Regions from separate parts of the Mus musculus genome. Here regions 2 and 3 are each linked to region 1. Evidence: chromatin contacts called from public Hi-C data. All regions are on one chromosome and are shown on one strand. Each heading gives the region's core, a stretch centred on a gene start, on an enhancer-like site or on the middle of the called end of the contact. The rest is flanking DNA. Distances are from core to core; before and after follow the strand shown.

Evidence for each region. Hi-C and Micro-C count contacts between places; a contact is called where the count stands out from the background.
Region 2: a Hi-C map of bone marrow-derived dendritic cells shows a contact between it and region 1, with 2.6 times the contacts expected there. The contact joins two enhancer-like sites. A contact is called at or near these places in 1 of 39 promoter capture datasets (pre-B cells), 1 of 484 Hi-C or Micro-C datasets (bone marrow-derived dendritic cells) and 1 of 115 datasets of contacts at active chromatin or transcription factors (embryonic stem cells).
Region 3: a contact with region 1 is called in a Hi-C map of the G1E-ER4 cell line, with 3 times the contacts expected there. The contact joins two enhancer-like sites.

The regions. Positions count from the first base shown.
Region 1 is chr2:129,891,732-129,894,744 of GRCm38.p6, forward strand. The region is part of intron 1 of Gm39933 (a long non-coding RNA gene); the gene reads right to left. Among named protein-coding and RNA genes, the nearest start is that of Gm39933, 3.7 kb to the right of the region's middle. Within about 2 kb of position 1,725, at least 71 of the 459 cell types and tissues checked have an H3K27ac peak or open chromatin away from gene starts, as enhancers often do. A contact at or near this core is called in the G1E-ER4 cell line and bone marrow-derived dendritic cells, where this site is marked.
Region 2 is chr2:129,545,524-129,548,339 of GRCm38.p6, forward strand. No RefSeq gene overlaps it. Among named protein-coding and RNA genes, the nearest start is that of F830045P16Rik, 10 kb to the left of the region's middle. Within about 2 kb of position 1,483, at least 38 of the 459 cell types and tissues checked have an H3K27ac peak or open chromatin away from gene starts, as enhancers often do. A contact at or near this core is called in bone marrow-derived dendritic cells, where this site is marked.
Region 3 is chr2:130,371,595-130,374,620 of GRCm38.p6, forward strand. No RefSeq gene overlaps it. Among named protein-coding and RNA genes, the nearest start is that of Cpxm1, 25 kb to the right of the region's middle. Within about 2 kb of position 1,652, at least 8 of the 459 cell types and tissues checked have an H3K27ac peak or open chromatin away from gene starts, as enhancers often do. A contact at or near this core is called in the G1E-ER4 cell line, where this site is marked.

The sequences.
Region 1 (3,013 bases), core at 475-2,974:
AGGCCTCTGCCCATCCCTCGTAGGCTGGGAGTACACTGATATAGCCTGGTCCATGCCTGGCCCCTGCTCTGCATCCTCTAGAGTATTGGCACCTGCTTAGCACAGCCAGAATCGCTCTCAGACCTCATACACACTCCATTTGAGCTTCCTCCCCGTGTCTCTACTGGTAACTAGTGCCTTGTTCCTTCTCCTCCATCCTTCAGCCCTAGTTATTATCAACTTGCACACCAGACCCCATGAGAAGACAGAGAATGAATGGACAGAGGTGCTGTAGTTGAGGAAACAGAATTATAGAAAGCACTTTATAGACACAATTTATTCCTCCTGCTTTTTCTATGCCTGGACAGTGATCTGTCTTTTTAGGCTAGTTGAATGTACATTGCTAATGTCAAGTGCAGTGTATAAGACAAATGGCATGAATGAATGAATGAGAGAGAAAGAAAGGAAAGAGAGAGAAAAAGAGAGAAGGAAAGAGAGAAAGAAAGAAATTACCTATAGATGATGAACCAATGCATGGACAGGTACAAATCCTTCACTTGAGAAAAGAAAGAATTCTACCAATCAGGGGCAACAAGGATCTTCTTTCCAAGCCTGGATTTGAACCACCAGAAGGAAAATTGATCTCCCTGACCTATTGCCTGCTCAGCTATCTGTAGGCTTCAAGGTTTTGAAAGTATGGGACCCTCCATTTGTCCTTTGTCAAAGTCTCTTATTACTATGCTTTTCAGAAGGTCTATTTTCCTTTAGTTTTCTCTTTGTAAAGATTCCAACCTAAAGACAGAGGCAAGCAGATGTTTGTGAGTTCAAGACCAGCTTGGTTTATGTACTGAATTCCAGGACATCTAGGGATATAATAAATAAACAAACAAAATTAAAAATGAAGAGGAGGAGGAGGAAGGGAGGAGGGGAAAGGAAGAGAATTTTCACTTACTCTCTGGCTGTTCTTAGAAAAGGACCGGTCTCCACATTTCAGTGGAATAAACTTTTCACTTCATATTGCTTACTCTGTATGGACTTACAGATTACAACCACCTGTAACCATTGGCCTCCAAGGACAAGTATAAGACTCTGCTTTCTCAATGCCAGGCAGTGAAGCTGAACCCAAAGTGGGTGCCTACACGGAGATGCCGAATGAATCATACCTGACCCAAGCCATCACGGCAGCTGCCATTCTCCTTCAAAACTGAGAGTCAGAGCATTGAGAGGGGTGGGCAGCCGTGAACCTGGTCGATGATGGCCGGAGAAGGACAGAGAAGAGGTGGGCCTGGGAATTCTGATGTGAAAATGAAACTATCAGAGAAACCTGGCAGCAGATCTTGGCTAAACAGTGCAGTCTGAGTCTCTATATTTAATTAAATTTATTTATTTATGATCACTGCGTTTCTGGGCTTTTTGGTTTATTTTAATTGAAAATAGGTTTTTTTTTTTTTTTCATCTCCTATATCTCATGAGAAAGATGGGAGGCCTGGAGGCTATAGCCATTTAACAGACCTGTGTTGACGAAACCATATGTGCAAAGCCACAGACAGGACTAGTCCTCTATCCTTAACAGTCAGTGGCAGCAGCTGGCATGCCTTCCTCTAGCCCTGCCCTCCTCAAGCCCACAGGGCCTTTCTCTACATGTAGAAAACAGGTTGCAAGTCAAAAAGGGCGCAGCCCAGCTTTGTTTCCAGGTTCTGTAAGAAGCAGAACTCTCCAGTTCTCAGTTTCAATCTTGGCTCAGTCTGGCTGGTTGCCTAAGAAGGAATGACAAAGCTGATTTCACTACCGCTTCACAGACGGAAGATGGAAGAGGAAATGGGATGCGTAATTTGTCAAAGTAAAAGCTTTTTCAGATGTCAGTAGCTGAGCATCTTTGGGGAGTTGCTCGTTCAGGGCCTGATGGGATTCACTTGCGTAGATTGTGTATTTCAGTGCCCCCTTGTCTATCAGCCTTCTGCAGTATGACACTCTAGCTCTGACTCGGAAGCCCTAAGAGGAGGACCGTTTGGGGGACTATTTATAGTAACACTGGACCTTACCCAAGGATAGCATGAATAGGCACAGACAATGGTCACTCTCGGTATGACTTTAGGCAGTTTGGGGGCCACTTTGATCCTCATTTTCCCTGTGGTTTATGGCCATGACATCCTGAAGCCAATACAGAGCTAAGTGAGATCAAATGTGGTGTAATAACTGGTGCAATAAAGTAGAAGTTTTTTTTTTAAACTATCTTCAAAAAATTGTATTCTGCTAAAGACATAGGTGCCCCGAGATGGTCGGTAGTGCTGATAGCAGTGCGAGCGACAGTGAGATCTGCTGTCAAATTTTCTCTGGATCATTACAAATCCAGCCGCTGTCCCTGCAGGCTGCAGTCTAAATGGAGAAAATAAAACATCAACAAGATGTCTGGAAAATGGCTTTGTGCTTAAGTGCTTAGAATGCAGATTCAATTCTGGCTGTAAATGTTAGTGGTGTTTTTTTATCAGTTCTAACAGATAAATGGGCAGAGGCAAAAACTAATCAACCGTTTTATTCCTCCTAAGAAACAGAGACACGCAGCGGCCCTGAGTCAGCGTGGCCCGGCATTTAATGTGAGGGTGGTGTTTGGAACTCGCTGCTCCGTTTTCTCAGCTAAAACGTATCACTCACTTACAAAAGATAAAGTCCAAGTAATGTACCAATCCCTAGGGAGGAGGGAACCCATTAGGTGGTTAAGGAGGGAACCCATTAGGTGGTTGAACTATAGACTCTAATACCACCAAGGGAGGTGTGGAGTCAGGGGGAGGGGGAGGACTCTGGTCCAGTTAGAAAGCAAAAAGGAGAAAAAGATGGCTGTTCTTGGTGTGCTCGAATGGAGCAAGAACCTTGAACATGTAGACCTCTGCTTCCCAGGAGATGTGAGGTCAGGCCGGCCACTTGTCCTGACTGACCTGTCTCTTCAGTCTTAATTATGTGGGTGTACTTTTGTCTAGCTTGAACCCAGGAATGCTTGCCAGAACTGGCAATTTCTACCTCAGATTTCACTTGATTT
Region 2 (2,816 bases), core at 233-2,732, 350 kb before region 1:
AAAATGATTCAAGGACCTAACAGAAAATATGGACAGCATGCACAAACAGACAGGAAGTTTCAGAAGAGGAACAGCTGGCCAGCCAGGCTAACCCCGTGCTAATGAGACATGATGCTAGAGAGGAGAAATTCTGTAGCTGTGATTAGAGTCGGATTGGATATAGGAGAACAAAAACTAACAACAATGACTTGGTGATGGCTTCATAGGAAACCTCTAACCCCAGAAGAGAAACAGACAACCCTTGCCGCAGCCCCAGCTTCCTGGCTGTTACAAAGGTTGACAAATAGCCCCAGGTGCATAGAGCTTAGTGGTGTAGTGCCTACATCACTGAGCAAACATGATGGCATTTCCACCGGTGCCAAACTCCTTTCAGCACCAAGGCTTCAACGGCGATCCGGATAGAAACTCTGTCTCCAGGAAACTGGGCTGCTACCTATTTGCTCTGAGATGCCCCCAATCCAGCCCCCAGGAGCTCACAGGCTAAAGGGAGAGTTTGATTGGTAAGGGTCTGATGCATGGTGGCATAGCCAGTGAAGAACATCAAAGAAGGGGACGGGGAAAGAGAGCTGAGGATGAAATTTTAATAAGGTGCTTGGGCAAGGTCTGAATAAGAACAACATCAATCCGCAGTGGGTAGTGTGCAGCAAGATAGGACACAGGGAAAGGAGGGGAGACATGAGCCTCTCACTTCAGAGTCCCTGTGACACCTCTACTGAGAATCAAGAATCCCAATGCTGGCCACAGTTCTGTGAAGGTTACAGACATAGGGAGAATGTTTCTTCTATACAGATATGTTCTATTAAGAATGTTAAAATAGCAACAAACCAGACTTAAGGTCTTAGCATTTATGACCTCAAATAGAGTCCACCTCCTCTTGCATACATTCTGGGAAGCTCAAAAGCAATACCCTGAGTATTTTGTTACAGTAAAGTTGCCCTAAGTCTTTGTATCCCTGTGGTCTACAGTTGTGCCTGGAATCCTGTCTTTGCCTCATGAACCACTGTGAGTCCATTTCTTAGCATGGACTGGAGAGATATGCCAGCCATTAAAGTCTCACCATCCTTTGAAGAGAATAAATTTACAACTCACCAAAATTTACACACACACACACACACACACACACGACTATTATAAAGACAGTCAACTTCCCAAAGGAAGTGCATTGCCAACACTTTTGCTATCCCACCAAAACGAGATGTTAAGATCCTCCGGCTGAAGACTTTTGGTCACAGGATGTAGGGAACCCAAACTGGTACTGAGCTGGAAACTCCCTTTCCACTGGCTGCATACATAGTCCTAAAAACTGCTGAGCAGGCTACTGAGGGAAAAATAGCCATGGCCACATTCACTCTAGAGCTTGCTTGCTGAATACCCATTTCCCACTGTGGAATAGTGGCTTGATTATATTGGGGTAATCAGCCCGGGTAGGAGGCCCATTCCACAGGGGGGAAATACAAATCAATTACCATAAACCCGACTAGAAGCCTGTGGCTGGGTGAGTCATGAGCCTAAAGGGGAACAAACTATTGCTCCTTCCCTAAATGGGTATATTGCCAAACTTCCTGCTACGTATTTATATTTATAAAGTGTTTATACTTGTACCCCTCTTAGCTTAGGGAAGACCCCCCCACTTCTTTCTGAGGAACTAGTTGCTACAGGAGATGTTATTTATTTTCTTCAATGGTGTATCCATTGAGGTTCTAGTTGGGAAGAAGAAGGGGTGCAAAGTAAAAAGATATGGAGTGACAGGGAGTAATAAGGGAAGAGAATAATCATAGCGCACTGTATATGTGTATGTAACATCAAAAGATAAATAAGTAAATGCAAATAAACTAAGCAGATTTTTTATTTTTTTCTGGGGGGGGGGGTTCGAGACAGGGTTTCTCTGTGTAGCCCTGGCTGTCCTGGAACTCACTCTGTAGACCAGGATGGCCTCAAACTCAGAAATCCACCTGCCTCTGCCTCCCGAGTGCTGGGATTAAAGGCGTGTGCCACTACCGCCCAGCTAGGGTAATAAAGTGTTCCTTCCCCTTGAACAGACCACACCCATACTTGGTGATGTCCTGTTCTGTCTACTGATCCCCAAGCATTAAATACACATTAAAAAAAAATCTCTTTTAGAAAGAGGCCATGAATTTGAAAGAGAGCAAGGTGGATTTAAAGGGAGGGTTTGGAAGGAAGAAAGGGGAGGGGGAAATGATGTAATTGTATTATACACTCAAAATATTTTTAAATTCTTTTAAAATAAACCACAGCTCTGCTTCATACTGAGTTGTCCTGAATTCCTTTCCGTGTCAGCCATAGGCTTTGGGTTTTCCTGAATGGAGATCCCTGAGGTGTAAGGGAACCCCACAGGCTGCTGCAGCAGGAGCTGAGCTTCCCTCCCCGCTTCCACAGACAGGGAGGAGACCATGCAGGTCAGCGGAAAGCACAGGGTGGTGGGGAGGGTTGGGAATCCCGGTGACAGGGTTAGAGAAGCACAGAAGACTGGGCCCCCAGGTAGAGCCCACACGGGGCTCTTGGCTTTACCCATGAGCCATCAGAACCTAGAGTACCTGGCGTAGACACGGAGGTGGTGAATGGAATGTTAGGGTTTAGATTTGGGGTGCACCTGGAAGGATGAACTGATAACCAGGGGAGCCCTTGTTTTTACTGTTGTCCGAGCTTGTTTTCTATTGCTGTGATAAACATCATGGCCAAAAGCAGCTTGGGGAGGAAAGGGTTTATTTGGCTTCTACTTCTACATCGCAGTCATTAGTGAAGTAACCAAAGAAAGATCATGAAGAAACGTTGCTTACTGACTCCCTCTCCCGGCT
Region 3 (3,026 bases), core at 402-2,901, 480 kb after region 1:
ACACACACAGACCAGTTCCCAGGTAGATTATACATCAGAATGAGAAACCTGAAACAATAACCTCATTCCCTGCAGAAAGATAAGCATCCTCCTGTCAAGTGATCTCCAAGGTCTATTCCCCACCGACACAACCAATGCTCTTTTATAAAATAAAAAAATATTGCTATTCGTGTGTGCATGCTTGTGTCACAGGATGTTCAAGGTGGCCCACGTAGACTCTGAGGTGTATCTTCTTTGAGATGATTTTTCCACAGAGGAAGAAGTCACGTCTACAGCATCTTTCTCCCCTTAGAAAAGAGATATTTCACAGTCAGATTCTCTGAATGCCTGAACTCCTTTGCGTGAAGTAGCCACCTCCCTCCAATCCATGCACACACACACCTTTGCACTTTGACCTTCAGGCAGAAGATAGCCTTCTGCTGGTCACCTCAGTGGTAGTAAGTACAACCAGTGGGTGATAGAACAGAGTGAGCTAGAGGTCTGATGCTCACAAGAAGCCCATCAGCATGAGAGCCTGGTGGTTGTGAGGCACTAACCATAAGTGGACCCTGCAGTGTTTGCCACTCAACTCTGCCATGCTCCCAATCTCTCCCATAGCATTATTAGCGGTGTTCGTTTTTTCTGGTTGTTGTTGTTTGATTGGTTTTGTTTTTTAAGAATCTCACTATGTATCCCTGGCTGGCCTCAAACTCATAGAGATCTGCCTGCCTCTGTCTCCTGAGTACTAGGATTAAAGGACTAAACCACCACACTCAGCTAGAATGACTAGTGTGCCATAGTGACCAGAGGATCAAACGTGCTTGTTTCTAAATGGATAGTCATTGACCAGCACTGTTTGTTAAACTTGCTGTCTTTTCCTCATCTCACTGCACTGGAGATTTACCATAAATCAATTGTCTATGCATACAATGGTTTGTTCTGTATTCTCTACTCTGATCTATTTGTCCTTTTGTCTGTCATACCAATACCACGGTATCCTAACAACTTTAAAAGTATATATAAAACACCATGACCAAAAGCAAGAGCAACTTGGGGAGGAAAGGGCTTATTTCATCTTAAAGCTTTTGTCCATCATCCAGGGAAGTCAGGGTAGGAAGTCAAGGCAGAAACTGAAGGCAGGAGCTGCTGCAGAAGCTAGGGTGGAGCACTGCCTACTGACCTGTTTCCACACTTGCTCAGCCAGCCTCCTCCCTCCCTTCCTTCCTTCCTTCCTTCCTCCCTCCCTCCCTCCCTTCCTCCCTTCCTCCCTTCCTTTCTTCCTTTCTTTCTTTTGTGCCCAGATTGTAAAAACCCCAAAGAGACCCCCAGGAATCACAACGCTGATGCAAGCACATGAGGGTCTTTATTCAAGCTTGAGCTTGGTTCCACCAACCTTCTGGATGGAATAGGAAGAAGAGTGGACCCCCAGGTCTAAGTGAAGGAGGTTTATAAAGGAAAAAACTGTGAGGGTTTCTAAGCCTTGGCATTACATGAGGGGGTAAAGGAATGTTGGTCTTTAAGCTTATTGATTTACAGCTCCTGGTTAAACCATAAGGAGGGAGCATACATTAAAAAGGGGCATTTTCACCTGGGAACAACTTGGGTTTTCTTAGCCCACTCTGTTGTTATCAGCCAGCTGCAGCTGCTGTGTCTATTTTGCAACTGCCAGGGACATTTTGCGATTTTTCTCAGACCTCAAGGGAGGGGGGGCCATGCCTCTCTAAGGGCAAGTTAACTTAGAATGGAGTCTTAAGAACAAAATGGAGTTTATTCTGTCACCTCAGTCCTTTTCCTCCCTCCCTCCCTCCCTCCCTCCCTCCCTCCCTCCCTCTCTCCCTCCCTCTCTCCCTCCCTTACTTCCTTGTCTGTCTCTTTCTTTTTAGGGAGGGGTTTTGGTTTGTTTGTTTGGTTTGTTGTTGTTTGGGTTTTGGTTTGCTTGTTTTGTTTTGAGACAGGGTTTCTCTGTGTAGCCCTGGCTGTCCTGGAACTCACTCTGTAGACCAGGCTGGCTTCAAACTCAAAGATCCACCTGCCTCTGCCTCCTGAGTCCTGGGATTAAAGGTGTATGCCACCACTGCCTGGTTTCAGCTTGCCTTCGTAGAGCACTCAGGACCACTGCTCACATCAGTCATGAAATGTTACCACAGGCTTCCTCAGAGGCCAGTGTGATGGGGCCATTTTTCTAACTGAGGTTCCCTCCTCCCAAGTGAATATAGCTTATGTTAAGTTCCCGTAAAGCTAGGCAGAACATACGGCAAGGTGTCCACCTTAGTTTCCTGTCTGAGGCTTCACTGACGGACCTTTAACTTCTGATTGTTTCCTGTTTCCCAGGTCCTAGACTCACAGGAGTGTGGTGCCATACCCAGGTCTATGGTAATTTTAAGATGTGTTTATTACTATTTTTAAAAACCTACTGGATTTTCATTGAGATTGCATTAAACTTATAAAGTAATTGATGCAGAAACAGCGACTTAAGAATTCTGGTCTAGGAATAGTCTTTAAGTAGCTCGACGCTGATGTCACTCTTTTAAAACTTACCAATGAGGCTCTGACATTCCCAGGAGACACAGTCTCAGAGCAAACTCCCTGATCCTCTGGCTCTCGGGACCTTACTGTCCCTCCCTCTGAAATGTTCCCCAAGGCTTAGGCGTAAGAGTTATTGGAGATGGATCTCTTAGGACTGGGATCTACAACTCTGCATTTTGATTGGTTGTAGTTTTCTGTAATGATCTCTGTGGTAAAGAGAAGTCTTCTTGATGAGGGGTGAGGACTACAGTTATCTGTAGGTATAAGGACAAATATTTGATCACTTTGTTCCTTGAGAGCAAAGGGGTCCAGCATTTAAAGGGAAAGGAATATGTCATCAAATGCAGGTTTGCTGTTCACTGAGACCTACTATTTTAAATATTTACCTTACTTTTAACTACATGCTTATTTGTGTGTGTGTGTGAGAGAGAGAGAGAGAGAGAGAGACAGACAGACAGAGAGACAGAGAAACAGAGAGACAGAGAGACAGAGACAGAGAGACAGAGACAGAGAACCTGAGG